Regions from separate parts of the Sus scrofa genome. Here all the other regions are linked to region 2. The links are chromatin contacts, called in public HiChIP or PLAC-seq maps. All regions are on one chromosome and are shown on one strand. The core of a region is the stretch at or near the end of the contact, and the rest is flanking DNA. Distances in the headings are between cores, read along the strand shown.

Region 1 (4,312 bases), core at 1,159-3,658, 1.2 Mb after region 2:
AGGCATTTGATGAATACTTAGAACTTACTCTTCTAAAATTACTTTTGAACACCCTGTGGTCCAGCCAAATTTCTCTACTTAGTGGTGACACCATGTTTTGTTAATTCCTATCAGTTTTTGCCAGTCTCTTGAAATACTACACTTCAAGATACAGATCAACAGCCAAGTTCTAAGCTCTGTGCAGGCACCATATATTACCTTGTTGGCACTGCAGTCCCAGCAGTGTAGGCCTGCCACAGAAATACTAAATATATTTTGCTAAAGTGTAATTATTACATAACACCACCACATACTGCTTTGTATTATGAATGTGAATACAAGTCTTTGCAGTTCTGTTAAAAGGAGTCAGATGGTTCCTTATTGTGTATTTCATAATATCTTTTTTTAATTTGCATATATCAGTAGTTAGTCGTTTATTACTACTGTGTACTATTCCATTTTAACAACTCTACCACAATTTATCTTGCTTATGGACATTTGGATATTTTTTGGATTGGGTGTTATTATGAATAAAGCAAGCATGAACACTTTTATACAGTGTTTTTCTAGGTATATGCATTCATTTCTCTGGGGTATAAACCTTTAAGTAGTACTGCTGGGACACAGAGCAGGTATGTTTAGTACTAGAGAATGACAAAACAGTTTTCCAGAGGGCTGTACCATTTTATAGTCCTACCAGCAGTGTATGAGAGCTTCAGGGGTTTCATGTTCTCATAACCACTTGGTACTGTCAGTCTTTTAAATAATTTTGGTGTGTGTAGTAGTATTTTCCGGTTTGAATTTGTATTTTCCTGGCAAGTAATGATGTTGAGGATCTTTTCATAGGGTTATTGCTCATTTAGATATCTTCTTTTGAGCAATATCAACCTTTTTTACCCATTTTAAAAATTGGGGAGTTCCCGCCCTGGCACAGTGGTTAACGAATCCGACTAGGAACCATGAGGTTGTGGGTTCGATCCCTGGCCTTGCTCAGTGGGTTAACGATCCGGTGTTGCCCTGAGCTGTGGTGTAGGTTGCAGACGCGGCTCGGATCCCGCGCGCTGTGCCTCTGTCGTAGGCCGGTGGCTACAGCTCTGATTAGACCCCTAGCCTGGGGACCTCCATATGCCGCGCGGGAGCATATGGAGGTCCCTAAGGCAAAAAGGCAAAAAAAAAAAAAAAAATTGGGCTATATGCCATGGGAATATGTGATTATCTATTATGGATACTAGTCTCTTGTCAGATGGTCTCCTGTCCTCCCAGCGTCTTTAATTAGCAAGTGCTCAATAACTACCCATTCAACGACTAAGTGAGGACCATTCAATGCAAAGAGGCTAAGGATTGGGATGCAGGATTACCCTTCAGAGTGAAATAACTTTAAGAGTCTTTTAAGGCAAGTATTTTTGCAAAGAGAAATGAACTTCTCATATCAAAGTTAAAAGTTAATCATACACTAATACACTTTTAAGAGTTGAAAAAGATCACGTAAAGAAACCGCAGAAGTGGAGGCTGTGGTCCTTTATATGCCAATTTTACCCTTCCTATTTAAACTAGAGACCACAGCTGGAGAAGCAAATACAAAAGCTATCAGGAGTCAGTAACTGATGTGTGGAGTAACTATAAAGTTCCTCTAGCACCAATCTAAACTCAGGGGTAAAAAAGCTTAGGAAACCAACACTAAGGCATATATTAAAAGATAAATATATACATTTTTTTACAGCCCCCCCCCCATTCCGGCCTGTAACCAGACGATAGGACTGCCGGGGGCACTGGTGGGGGGAGATACCGCCCCGGGCAAGGACACAGCAGGTGGGGCCAGTTCCCCGGCCATTCCCAAGACCTTGAAGGGACACTGGGTCAGATGCCAGCTTCGCTTCCTTTCAGTCACCGCTACCGCCCTCCTTCCGATTGGCTGATCTGCTACAACACGGATAACACTAGTCGCCGATTGGCCACGCTATTGCCAAGGCAGCCAAGGCTGCAGACTCCTAAGAGGCTAACGAGGTCCTAGTGGAGTGCAGTCTAGGGACTTTGGAGCAGCGACGGGCCTACCTGGGAAGATGCACTCTCGCGGCCTGACTCGATTCTCGGCTCCAGTGCCCGGCTCAATGCCCGACCCAACGAGCTCAAGGTCCAATTCTCACACACACCCCAGGGGCGCCGCTGCAGGCCCTATCTAGGGCCGTGGTCACGGCGCAGATTCCGCCACCGCCTTTCCTCCTCAGCGCCGTTGCTATCCTCAGCACCACCCCTACCGCCCATGGCGCGGAAAAGCGACCGAATCGCCTTACCTGAACGACCCTGCTGGCAGACGCCATCTTACTGCCCATCATGACCCCCGAGGAGGGGCAGCTTCCGGAGCACTAGCTAGCAGCGGCTATATCAGGAGTCCTGGGCGGCTGGGGGCGGGCCCTGCAAGTGACGTCACTGAGGAGGAGCGGGCGCTCGAGCCGGACCCGCCTCCACGTTGGAGCTAGCTCCACCCCTTTGTGCCTGCCCCCGCCCTTCCTCCTTCCCGCGTAGAAACTGATCCACGTGTTTTCCATTGTTTCGTTTTGCCGCTGGAGGTTTGCGGTGTTGGATATATTTTGCTCATCAGCCAGTGAGTGATTTAGGAACAGTTCCTCTGCGGATAGCCAGTTTCCAATTTCAGTATAGTCCAAAATTTAATCTGAAACCAAGTAAGTAATATAAATTCTTGTGGCTTCCTAAAATGAACAATCTTGGGAGTTCCCGTCGTGGTTAACGAATCCAACTAAGAACCATGAGGTTTCAGGTTCGATTCCTGGCCTTGCTTAGTGGGTTAAGGATCCGGCGTTGCCGTGGCGCTGGCGTAGGCTGGCGTAGGTCCCTAGCCTGGGATAGGAGAGGCCCTAAAAAGGTAAAAAGACAAAAAAATAAAAATAAAATAAAATGAACAATCTTGTTAAAATTTAGGAATAAGTAGCAAGCTCAGAAAGAGTGGTCAGTTCCAGGTCTGTAGTAGGCCACCTCTTATTCCTTTGCTTATTAGCATTGCCTGATTTGGTATTCTGCTTGCTTTCTCTACCGTTAGTTCTGATATTAAACTGCTGCTTGCTTCAAATTTAAGAAAATTCAAAAGTTCAAGTTTTTCTTTTTGAAGCATGAGCCATCCATATCATTCCCCCAAGTTATATTAAATTGTAAGGTAAATATTAGTACTTACAATGTTAAAAAATTAACACGCAATATGTTGCAACCACTTAACCTTGTAGCTAATGTAAACTTACATTATTGTAAATAGAGTGACAAATTTGTTTAATGATCTAGATTAGTGGTTTCTAAATCTAGAAGTTACTGAGCCTAAATATGGGTCCTTCTGATTCAGTATGTCTATGGAGGAGAGCAGAAATCTTTTTTTCTTTCTATGCTGCACCCAAAGCATGAGGAGGTTCCTGTGTCAATGATCAAATCCAAGCAGCCTCTGTGACCTATGCCACAACTGCAGCAACGCCAGATCCTTAACTGCCTGTGCCACAGCAGAGAGCTCCCAGAAATCTATTTTTAAAAAAGCTTTCAAGCGTTCTCTTGTGGCACAGGTTAAGGATTCAGGTGTTGTTACTGCTGCAGCTTGGGTCAATGCTGTGGCATGCGTTCGATCTCTGGCCCAAGGAACTGCCACATGCTTTGGGCTTATCCAAAAAAAAAAAAAACTTTCAAAGCTTGTTTTAGGAGTACATATTCTAAAACCAGATAGTTGTGGCTTAGCGGTGAGTTGTGGTGTAGGTTGCAGACTCCACTGGGATCCTGCATTGCTGTGGTGTAGGCTGGCAGCTGCAGCTCTAATTCATATGCGAAGGGTGTGACCCTAAAAAAGACAAAAAAAAGAAAAAGAATCCAACATGGTATCTGAGAGGATTCGGCTTTGATCTCTGTCCTTGCTCAGTGGGTTAAGGATCCAGCATTGCTGTGAGCTGTGGCATAGGTCACTGATGCAGCCTGCATCCTGCATTACTGTGTCTGTGGCAAGGATGGCAGCTGCAGCTCCAGTTCAGCCCCTAGCCTGGGAACTTTCATATGTCACAGATGTGGCCATAAAAAGCAAAAAATAAAATCAGATTGATAAAGTGGCTAAATGGGCAAAGCACATGAACAGGCAGATTACAGAGAAGAAATACAGGAGTTCCCTGGTAGCTCAGCGGGTTAAGGACCCAGCATTGTCACTGCCGTGGCACAGGCAGTTAAGGATCTGGCCTGGGAACTTCCATGTGCCATGGGTACAGCCAACCTCCCCCCAAAAAAATACAGAAAAGAAATACAAATTGCCCCTTAAAATATTAAAATATTTTATATTTTAAAATATATTTTATAA
Region 2 (4,597 bases), core at 687-3,186:
TTTCACTAACATATAGCTAGGTATGTATGTGTACTGGAGATGCGATGAAAAATGTATTTTTTACTGAGGGTTACATCAAAAAGTTTGAAAGCCAGTCATGTGGAGCAGTTCTTCTTGGACGTTACTGTGCAGACAAATCGTCTGGAGGTTTGGCATCTCTGTGAAGCTCTCAGGTGCTGCTGACCCTTGACCTTACTTTGAGCAGCATGAATCTAGGGGACTGGTTGCAGCACTAGTTTTAGTATTTCTCTGCGATCCTGGGAGAAGGGCTAAGATGAGAAAACGGTAGATTCTGCAGAAACAGAGTGAGGTGAAAGGTGCATGTAAGGGTAGACCAGGAAACTAAGAATACATCATCTCCATCTCTTCTGAGATGGAAGGTCACTGAAGGAGTGATTACAAAGGAATAAAGATGGAAAAGGTGAATGAATGACAGATCAATGAAAAAGTTAACAAAGGAGATTTGATTACCTTTGGTGCCAGGAAGATTACATGCAACAGCCACCTTCTTATGCTGGAATTCTTTTAATTTCATAATATTCTCCGTAAGTAGGTATCTTTTAGCTAATAATTAGAGAAAGTAAAAATCAACTGTTTTATACTTAGCAAATGACATGTGTAGAGCTTGGCTGTCTCTTTCTAATAACCAGTCTTATCCATGCTTAGTTAAATAAACCATCCAGATAGGTACAAATATAGTAGTCACCCTAGCAAGGAAAAAAAATGTCCAAACTACCAGAGAGTGCAAATTCCTCACATACGTGTAAAAGGAGCTAGTGATTCATTGTGTATGGAGATGGACAGGAATCTGGGATCTGAAAGACAGACAACAAAACAGGTATACCTAGATTGGGTTTATCTAGGTAGAATCATACAGGGTAGTGGGAAAAGTTAGTGTGACCACTGAAATTCTCAGTACTGTCCGAGGTACGGCCTCTCAGATTTGCCCTCTTGATGTCCTCTAGATACACCAAAAATCACTGACCACAACTTAGTAGAAATGTGAGTTTGAGCAACACCATTTCTTTAGGATGCTTGGCCAAAGACTTGTCCGCTAAAAGAGCTCTGTGTACTGTGATGGCAAAATAACAAGAAAAATTACTGCTGATTTCCAAAAGGGCAGCCCAGATGAGTGGTTACTACAGGGCTCTATTCTTGGGCGGCCTGTGTTCAAATCCTTCTTATACCAGTTCCCTTTGACCTTGGGCAAATTACTTAGCCTTTCTCCATCCTGTAAGGGGAGAAAAGAACAGCACCTTTCTCACTGGGTGTTGCGAGGAGAAAAGGAATGAATGTATGTAAAATGCATTAGAGTAACGCCTGACACAAAGTGTTAGATATTTTATTATCACTCACCAGTATTTTCAAACTTAATCATTTTCATATTAAGGGATAATTTTACAAATAAAGAAACCTGCTCAAGGTCTTTCAGACTGTTAGCTGCAAAGCTGGACTCCAAACTTGGAGAGTTAGACCTCCCCTCCCAAATTCTGCAGAACAGAATACCCCAAGAGGCAGGGGTGTTCCGGAGAGCAGCATAGCGCCATCCGAGGAAGTAGTCCAGCCCCAAGATCAAACCCCAGCCCAGCTTTCCTTTGCTTCCCAGGCACACGGGCGTCCACGACACCCAGAAGTTACCACTGCACCCACGCGCAAAGCGCAAAGGGCGAGGAGGGTATGCTCGCTTGCACTAGGTCAGTGAGTGACTGAGGCGCTCTTCTTTCTCCAAAGAGATGCCTGCTGGGATGTAAAGCTCCATTCTGTCCCATCCCTCCCCTCCTTCATGGCCCGAGACCGCGGATACCTCCGAGAGGGCAGCGGCAGCACGTGGAGCCTGAGTCCAAGACCCCGGGCCACACCAAACTCCGCAGCAGCAGAACTTGCTGCGAGGACCGAAAGGCGGCAGCCATGTTGTCAAGGGCTGCGCCAACTGAGGGAACTGGGGGGGGACGACGGAGCGTCGACTCGACTCCACCCCCTCGTCTACCGGCAACCCCCGCGCCGGCATTCCCTTTGGTATGCTCCAAGATGGCGTCCTCCATAGTGCGGCGCGGGATCCTGCGGGCGCGGAAAGTGTCGCTGCCTCAACTCTCCCTGGCAGGTTGGTGGCTACTGCTTTCGTGGGGCTGCTTTATTAGGTTCCTGAAACCTCTGTTCCTTGAATACAGGGAAGAGGAAGTGCTTTTGGAATCTAGTTGCTAGAGAAAGCGTTGGAGCTTTCATTAGCACAGAAAGGGGGAGGTAAGGTCTCTGACCGACCCTTCTGCTTACCCAATAGTGTCTCCCCGCCCAGAGTACAGGACGTTTCGGCAAGAAAGATTTGCGTATGTTTGTGTTAGCATGGTTATCTTTTTGCTGTCCCTGAAAAGCCTAAATTTCACCCCTGGGGCTATGAAAATTTTCTCCTTGTTGAGTTTGCTTAGAGGGACTCCGTGAATGTTTTCACCGCCTCCCACGGGGTCAGACCCCAGGTTTTCACTTGGTGGAGGAATTTCTCAGTACTAACCTCACCTTACCTGATGACCCAGGGCACAACTTTTGATGAGCCTTTCTTTGCTAAAGTTTTCCATCCCGGCAGAAAATGCTAAGTTACTTTTAAAATACTTTGATAGCTGTGTGAAGGACAGCTTACTCAAAACCTGTTTAAAGGATCTGCTGCTCATAAAGACATTGGAAAAAAAAGTTTTAATTTACAGAAGCTAAATCCTGACAGCTGTATCTGGTTATATGATTAAGTTGCAATAATCACAATTGATTTTTCCAGTGCCTGTTATCTCCTCTTTCTAACATACCTCCTCTAGCCCTTATTAAAAATCAACAGTTTTGCTCACAGGCCTTTAAATATGAAGGTGAAACCTCATAGTTGGCCGCCAGAAGTTTTCTGAGATTTTACTGGTTGACCTAGCTGATGTTCAGAATTGGCACCTCCGAATTAACTATTGGAGCTATTTAATTGTAGTTGTTAGTAAATGCTTTTCAATTTAAGCAAGACCTTGGATTGTCTATCAGGGAAAGTATCAGAGTTGCTTAGGATGTTTGGGGCTAATCGTTTTAATGAAGGAATGGGAATTAGATAAGGGTGAAATGAGAGAATTTCCAGTTAGCACTTTGGTCTTAGTTTGAACTGGTGAACTTGTGGTAGGTTACACCTGTGCTATTCCATTGTAGTAGCAACTAGCTACATGTGGCTATTTAAATTAGAGTTAAATTAAAAAATTCTGTTCCTTGGTAACATTAGCTACATTTTAAGTGCTCAATGGTGGCTCAAACCACTAACACCTGTGGCTAGCGGCCACTGTATTGGACAGCTCAGAACTGAACCTCTCTTTAATTACACAGTTATATTGCACAGGCACTGGGTTAGACCACAGATGAAGAGAGTCTTGAAATCGGGAACTCTAATTAGGAGGTTAAAGGCAAGTAATATAAGTAGGTAGGATACTACATTATGGACCACTGGTGATTTGAAAATGCTGATAAGGAGCTTTAAGTCAGCAAAACATCTTGAACCATTACAGGATAAAAGAGGAAAATACTTGGTGCATCCACTGATTCTCCTTACAGCATAATGGGCAAGGGCAACTAAAATGATGAAAGAATGATTTCTTAAGATGAGTCAAAAAAGTGACTTAAGTACATGAAGAAGCTAGAGAAGGAAACTTACTGGACACTTAACCACGTAGTGGCCATTAGGCTAGGCACGTAATATACGTCCTCATTTAAGTTATGATACAGTATTTCCTCATTTTTACATATGGAGAGGCTCAGAGACTTGGGGTAATTTGCTCACATTTTCATAATATTTATTAGCAAGGTTAGGATTCATACTTAAGACTGTGACTCCAAAGCCTGTCTGTGTTCACAATCACGCTGCTTCCCTTTGGATGGAGAATATATTTGGAGACGTTTTGCCAAAGGCCAAAATAACTGTGAAATAAATAAGTTTTTACTAAGCTTTGATATTCTGGTCTCAGGAGGTATCTTTTCAGAATTTAATAGAGGAAATACTTTTCATTGTGGATAGTTATCTTAGAATGTTGTTGCTCCAAAAATTGACGGGCCGAAGGGATAAGCAGGTTTAATAAGGGTTTGTATATACTCTTGAGTGGCATTTTCAGAGTGGATTAGACAGGCTTAGAGATCTAACCTTGTGAGACTGATACCATCCAATCCCTTTGCTACTTCAGTGTTGTCTGAGGGTCAACATCATCAGCATTTCCTGGGAACTCTTAGACATGCAGAATCTCTGTCCCCACCCCAGACTTACTGAATCAGGATCTGCATTATATCAAGATTCATATGCACATTAAAGTCTGAGAAGCTGATCTAGATTTTCCATTTTGCCATTGTCCACTCAATGTAATGTTCTGACTTAATAGAAATTCTTTGTTTTTAATATACAGACCTCCCAACTACATTATAGAGATGGAATGAAATTTAAATTAGGTCATTTAAAAGTATCTCAGAAAGATGAATGGCATGCCTTAAGAGGCTTACAGAAATGGAACATCTGTCCTTTTTTTTTTTCCTTTTTAGGGCCACACCCAAGGCATATGGAGGTTCCCAGGCTAGGGGTCCAATCGGAGCTATAGCTACC
Region 3 (4,266 bases), core at 234-2,733, 1.3 Mb after region 2:
GAAATAAGGTGGCAAAGGAATATTTGCCACACCTATCTAAGCTGTTGAGTAAATAATCTTGAACTATTTATTTATTTACTTAAAAATAGGAGTTCTTGCTGTGACACAGTGGGTTAAGAATCCAACGGCAGCAGCTTGGGTTGCTGGGAGGAGCAGGTTCGATCCCCAGCCTGGCAGAGTGGGTTAAAGGATCAAATACTGCAATTGTGGCTCAGATTCAATCCCTGGCCCAGGAACTTTCATATGCCACAGGCGTGGCAATAAAAGAAAAAAAATTCAAGTTTACAGAAAAGGTGCAAGAGTAGCACACCCTTTACTTAGATTCTCTAATTGTTAACATGTTCTCTTCTTTGCCTTATTATCTCTCTTTAATACAGTTTTTTTTCCCCTGAACTTTTTTTTGCTTTTTAAGGCCTCACTGGGCACATGGAAGTTCCCAGGCTAGGGGTCTAATCAGAGCTATAGCCACCGGCCTATACCACAGCCATGGCAACATGGGATCCGAGCCGTGCCTGTGATCTATACCACAGCTCACAGCAATGCCGGATCCTTAACCCACTGAGCGAGGCCAGGAATCAAACCTGCATCCTCATGGATCCTAGTCAGATTCGTTAACCACTAAGCCATGACAGGAACTCCCTCCCCTGAACTTTTCAAAGAGTAAGTTACATACATCCTGCTACTTTATCCCTAAATACTTGTGTTTCCTAAGATCATGAGCATACTCATAAAATCAGTGCAGTTATCAACTACAGGAAATTTAACATGGATATATTTTTATCTAATCTATTGTCCAGAGTCCAATTTTGTCAAGTGACCTAGTACTGTCTTTCACAGCATTTTCCCCTCTAGAAATCCACATCAGAATTGCCTACTGCATTTAGCTGTCGCATCTCAGGAAATAATACCTGATATCCTGTTATTTACAAAAACAAGTTGCTCAAAATAGATTAGAATTGAACTTGTACTACAGAAAATGCAGCTAATTTAAATTTTGCTCCAGCATTTGCTGTGTTCTTCCCTTTTCATAAAAAAAAGTTGCGTTAGTGATTCTATTTCTACAGTTCCAAGAATTTACCAAAACCATCTTTAAATCTCAAAGGAGTTTTCAAGAACAAGAAAAACTTAACCTCATTAACTATAAAGGCAATGAAAATTGTTGGGCCATGTTTTACGCATCTTTCACTCTACCTCAGAAATTAGGACAGGTCAAGAAGGACACACTGGAAAGTGGTCAGTATACTTACCTCTTGGGGATTAACGGGAGCATTGCTGGGAAGGGGATAAAGGGGGGATTTTTCCTTTTTACTCTATGAATTTCTGTGCTGCTTGAATTTTTGGACAACGAGCACACATTTCTTAATAACAAAACAAAATAAACGAAGAAAGGAAAACTAGATGACCGGCTGGATTCTTGGTGTGCGGGGTTAACCTGAACATCAAAGTTCATCTGTTTGTACTTTGGTTTCTTCGCCTCAAGAGATGACGGTGACCCTTCCTCTAACTTACGCAGGCAGACGTCAGAAAGGTTAAGTATCACCAACCCATTATTTCGGGGAGAAACAGCCAACAGAAATGCTTCTCATAGGTCAGAAAAACCTCTCACGTCAACTGGCTGGCAGTTCTAAGGTTAACGGTCTGCCTGGAAACCCAGATCTCAAGCAGAACCTCCTTGGATCTTAGAGCATTCATTCTGCAGAGAGGGACGGCGGAGCCAAAGAAAGCTAGAGGCGGCCTGGGAGCCGAAGCAGGGAGGACGGAGGGCTCCGGGGCGCGTGCAGAACCGAGGAGGAGTCCCGGGCTGTCAACGGGACGGGAGGGAGAGGGAGCTCGCCTGCGCGGGGAGACCGCAGATCGGGAGGCGGGTGCCAGATCAGTCCCTTACCGAGCGCTGGGCACGTCCACCGGCCCGAGGCCGCCGCCGCCGCCTGGGCCGGCTAACACTTCCCCGCCGTATTTCTCCTCCATCGCGGGGATCAGGAGCCGCCGCCGCTGCCCCTGCCGCGGGGTCTCCTCATGTCTCGCCGCTGCCGCGGAACAGCGGTCGCAAGCGCGTCACTTCCCCATGGCAGCGGCCCTGTCGGGTCCCCGCAGGCCGGGCCGCCGCCGCTGTCCCCGGCTCGCAAGCACACACGCGTCGGGACTAGGCCACGGACAGTTCCGGCGGCGCGGGGCTCCCCGGAGGCTCACCGGAGTGGACGCTGCCAGGCCACGTCACCGACCCAGCAGCCCTCACTCTCGGGGGAGTGCCAGGTTCTGCGCCTGCGCAGGACACACCACTCGCCAGCCCTCCCTCTTCCTTAGGCTCCTCCCACCGCGGGGCTACAGATCGAATCTTCACCCCCTCTCAGCCTCTCTCATTGACGCGGCCTCAGCGCATACCTGTCCTGCAGCGCCACCAACGGGTCGTCAGGAATATAGCGGATTCTTCTGCCGCGGAGGGCAGGGGCGGAGGAAATACACAGCGTGTGACGAAATAGAGTTTCTTTTAAATTCTGGCTCCTAAACTGTGCTGCTTAATCCTGCAGGCCAGTAAACCTAGGCAGGTAGGACCAGCCCTTATTAGGGTTATTTTTATGTTACTAAAAAGTTAAGAAAATGGTCTCCAGTGTCTGTCTTGATTTGATTCACAAATCTGCCACTTACTAATTGTGTCACTTGTCCTTTCTGACTCGTTTTCTGATCTGGAAAGTAAGAGTAGTAATATCTGTATCCTCGGGTTCTTGGGAGGATTGTGTGTGTTCAAATGTGAAAAGTGGAGTTCCTGTCAGTAGCTCAGCGAAAAGGAATCTGACTAGCATTCGTGAGGACACAGGTTCGCTCCCTGGCCTCACTCAGTGGGTTAAGGATCCAGTATTTCAGTGAGCTGTGGTGTGGGTTGCAGACACGGCTGGAATTCAGCTTTGCTGTGGCTGTAGTGCAGGCTAGTGGCTACAGCTCCGATTTCACCCCTTTGGGAAACTTCATATGCCATGGGTGCGGTCCTAAAAAGACACACACACACACACACAAAAGAGAAGTGAAGTGTGAATAACAGTGAATGGTATATACTAATCAATACATGTTAATTATTCATAGGGAAATTTGAGGACTGGGATTCGGAGATGAAAATGGGGTTTTGAACAGTGTAAATTATGATTAGCTTATGCTACACTTAATTTGAATATACAGAAAGTGTTAATAACATATAAGAGAACGAGAAGTCCTAGTCTCTGCCTGCTGGGACTTTGTAATCTATTGTGAAAAATATTTAGCAATTTGAGAGCAAGACCTTAGCAACATTACACATTAAATTCTCAAATGCTAAGGTTTTCCAAATAACCAGATAGGGATTTAGCCGGAAAAGACTCACTGATAGGACCTGACCTCGAACTTGGATAAGGTTTTGGATATGGGAGAAAAACATTGTGGGAAGATGTGTCGTATGTGTAGAATGCAGAGGAAGGCATGAAATTTAAAAGCTAAAGATGCATTTGTGCTTTTTTTTAGGGCTGCACTTGTGGCATATGGAGGTTCCCAGGCTAGGGGTCTAACTGGAGCTATAGCCGCTGGCCTACACCACAGCAACTCGGGATCCGAGCCACATCTTCGACGTACACCACAGCTCACGGCAATTCCAGCTCCTTAACCCACTGAGCGAGGCCAGGGATCAAACCCACCACCTCATGGTTTTGTTTCTGATGTGCCACAATGGGAAAGCCTCAAAGTGACTTTTTTAATAGCATTTTTTTTGGGAGGCAATTTATTTGCCAAATTGCTATTTTCTTATTTTTTAATTTTTTGTTAAAGTATAGTAGATTTATAAGATTGTGCCAATAGAATTGCTAATTTTCTCATCTGACTGGCAATGGTAACAACTACTGTGCTTTTCTGGAGCTAATTCCATCCCTTTGGAGTTCAGAGAACTAGATAAAATGATGTGTATACACCGAGATTTATTTTTATCCCAAGTGGAGTTTGGATTCAGTTGATATTTTTGATTTGGTGAGAATTACAACTCTTTTTGGGGGGGGCTAATATCTTTCCTGTTTTTGTTGTTTTTGTTTTTGTGGTGGATGGAAAAATGTCTCTGTTTTCCTTCTTGCTACTCACTTTTCATCCACCCTGGCTTCTACATTCACCATTCCTCTGAAGCACCTCTCGTGGATATTTTCGAGCTACAGATTACCTCACCCCTCTAGAGCTTTCGACATGGTTGATCTCTCCTTGCTTCTTTTTTTTTTTTTTTTTTTTTTTTTTTTTTTTTTTTTTTAATTGAGAACAAAT

Evidence for each region. HiChIP or PLAC-seq counts read pairs in DNA pulled down with a chosen protein or histone mark.
Region 1: a contact with region 2 is called in an H3K27ac HiChIP or PLAC-seq map of alveolar macrophages. The contact joins the promoter of MRPS36 here to the promoter of PTCD2 in region 2. A contact is called at or near these places in 1 of 5 promoter capture datasets (liver) and 1 of 2 datasets of contacts at active chromatin or transcription factors (alveolar macrophages).
Region 3: a contact with region 2 is called in an H3K27ac HiChIP or PLAC-seq map of alveolar macrophages. The contact joins the promoter of LOC110257255 here to the promoter of PTCD2 in region 2. A contact is called at or near these places in 2 of 5 promoter capture datasets (fetal liver and liver), 5 of 47 Hi-C or Micro-C datasets (embryonic fibroblasts, heart right ventricle, retroperitoneal adipose tissue and 2 more) and 2 of 2 datasets of contacts at active chromatin or transcription factors (alveolar macrophages and skeletal muscle).

Annotation. Positions count from the first base shown.
Region 1 is chr16:47,384,508-47,388,819 of Sscrofa11.1, reverse strand. It overlaps MRPS36 (28S ribosomal protein S36, mitochondrial), which reads right to left and starts at 2,408. Exons shown (of 4, transcript XM_003134022.5): 1 at 2,271-2,408. The coding sequence starts at 2,312. It overlaps LOC102160395 (a long non-coding RNA gene), which reads left to right and starts at 2,474. Exons shown (of 4, transcript XR_308458.3): 1 at 2,474-2,660.
Region 2 is chr16:48,602,353-48,606,949 of Sscrofa11.1, reverse strand. It overlaps PTCD2 (pentatricopeptide repeat-containing protein 2, mitochondrial), which reads right to left and starts at 1,936. Exons shown (of 10, transcript XM_021076726.1): 1 at 1,805-1,936; 2 at 472-564. The coding sequence starts at 1,910. MRPS27 (28S ribosomal protein S27, mitochondrial) reads left to right here. Exons shown (of 15, transcript XM_021076728.1): 5 at 1,732-2,101. The coding sequence starts at 1,909.
Region 3 is chr16:47,282,680-47,286,945 of Sscrofa11.1, reverse strand. It overlaps LOC110257255, which reads left to right and starts at 1,483. Exons shown (of 3, transcript XM_021076818.1): 1 at 1,483-1,488; 2 at 1,589-2,546. The coding sequence starts at 1,483. The coding sequence ends at 2,506. SLC30A5 (solute carrier family 30 member 5) reads right to left here and starts at 1,972. Exons shown (of 16, transcript NM_001137624.1): 1 at 1,886-1,972. The coding sequence starts at 1,968.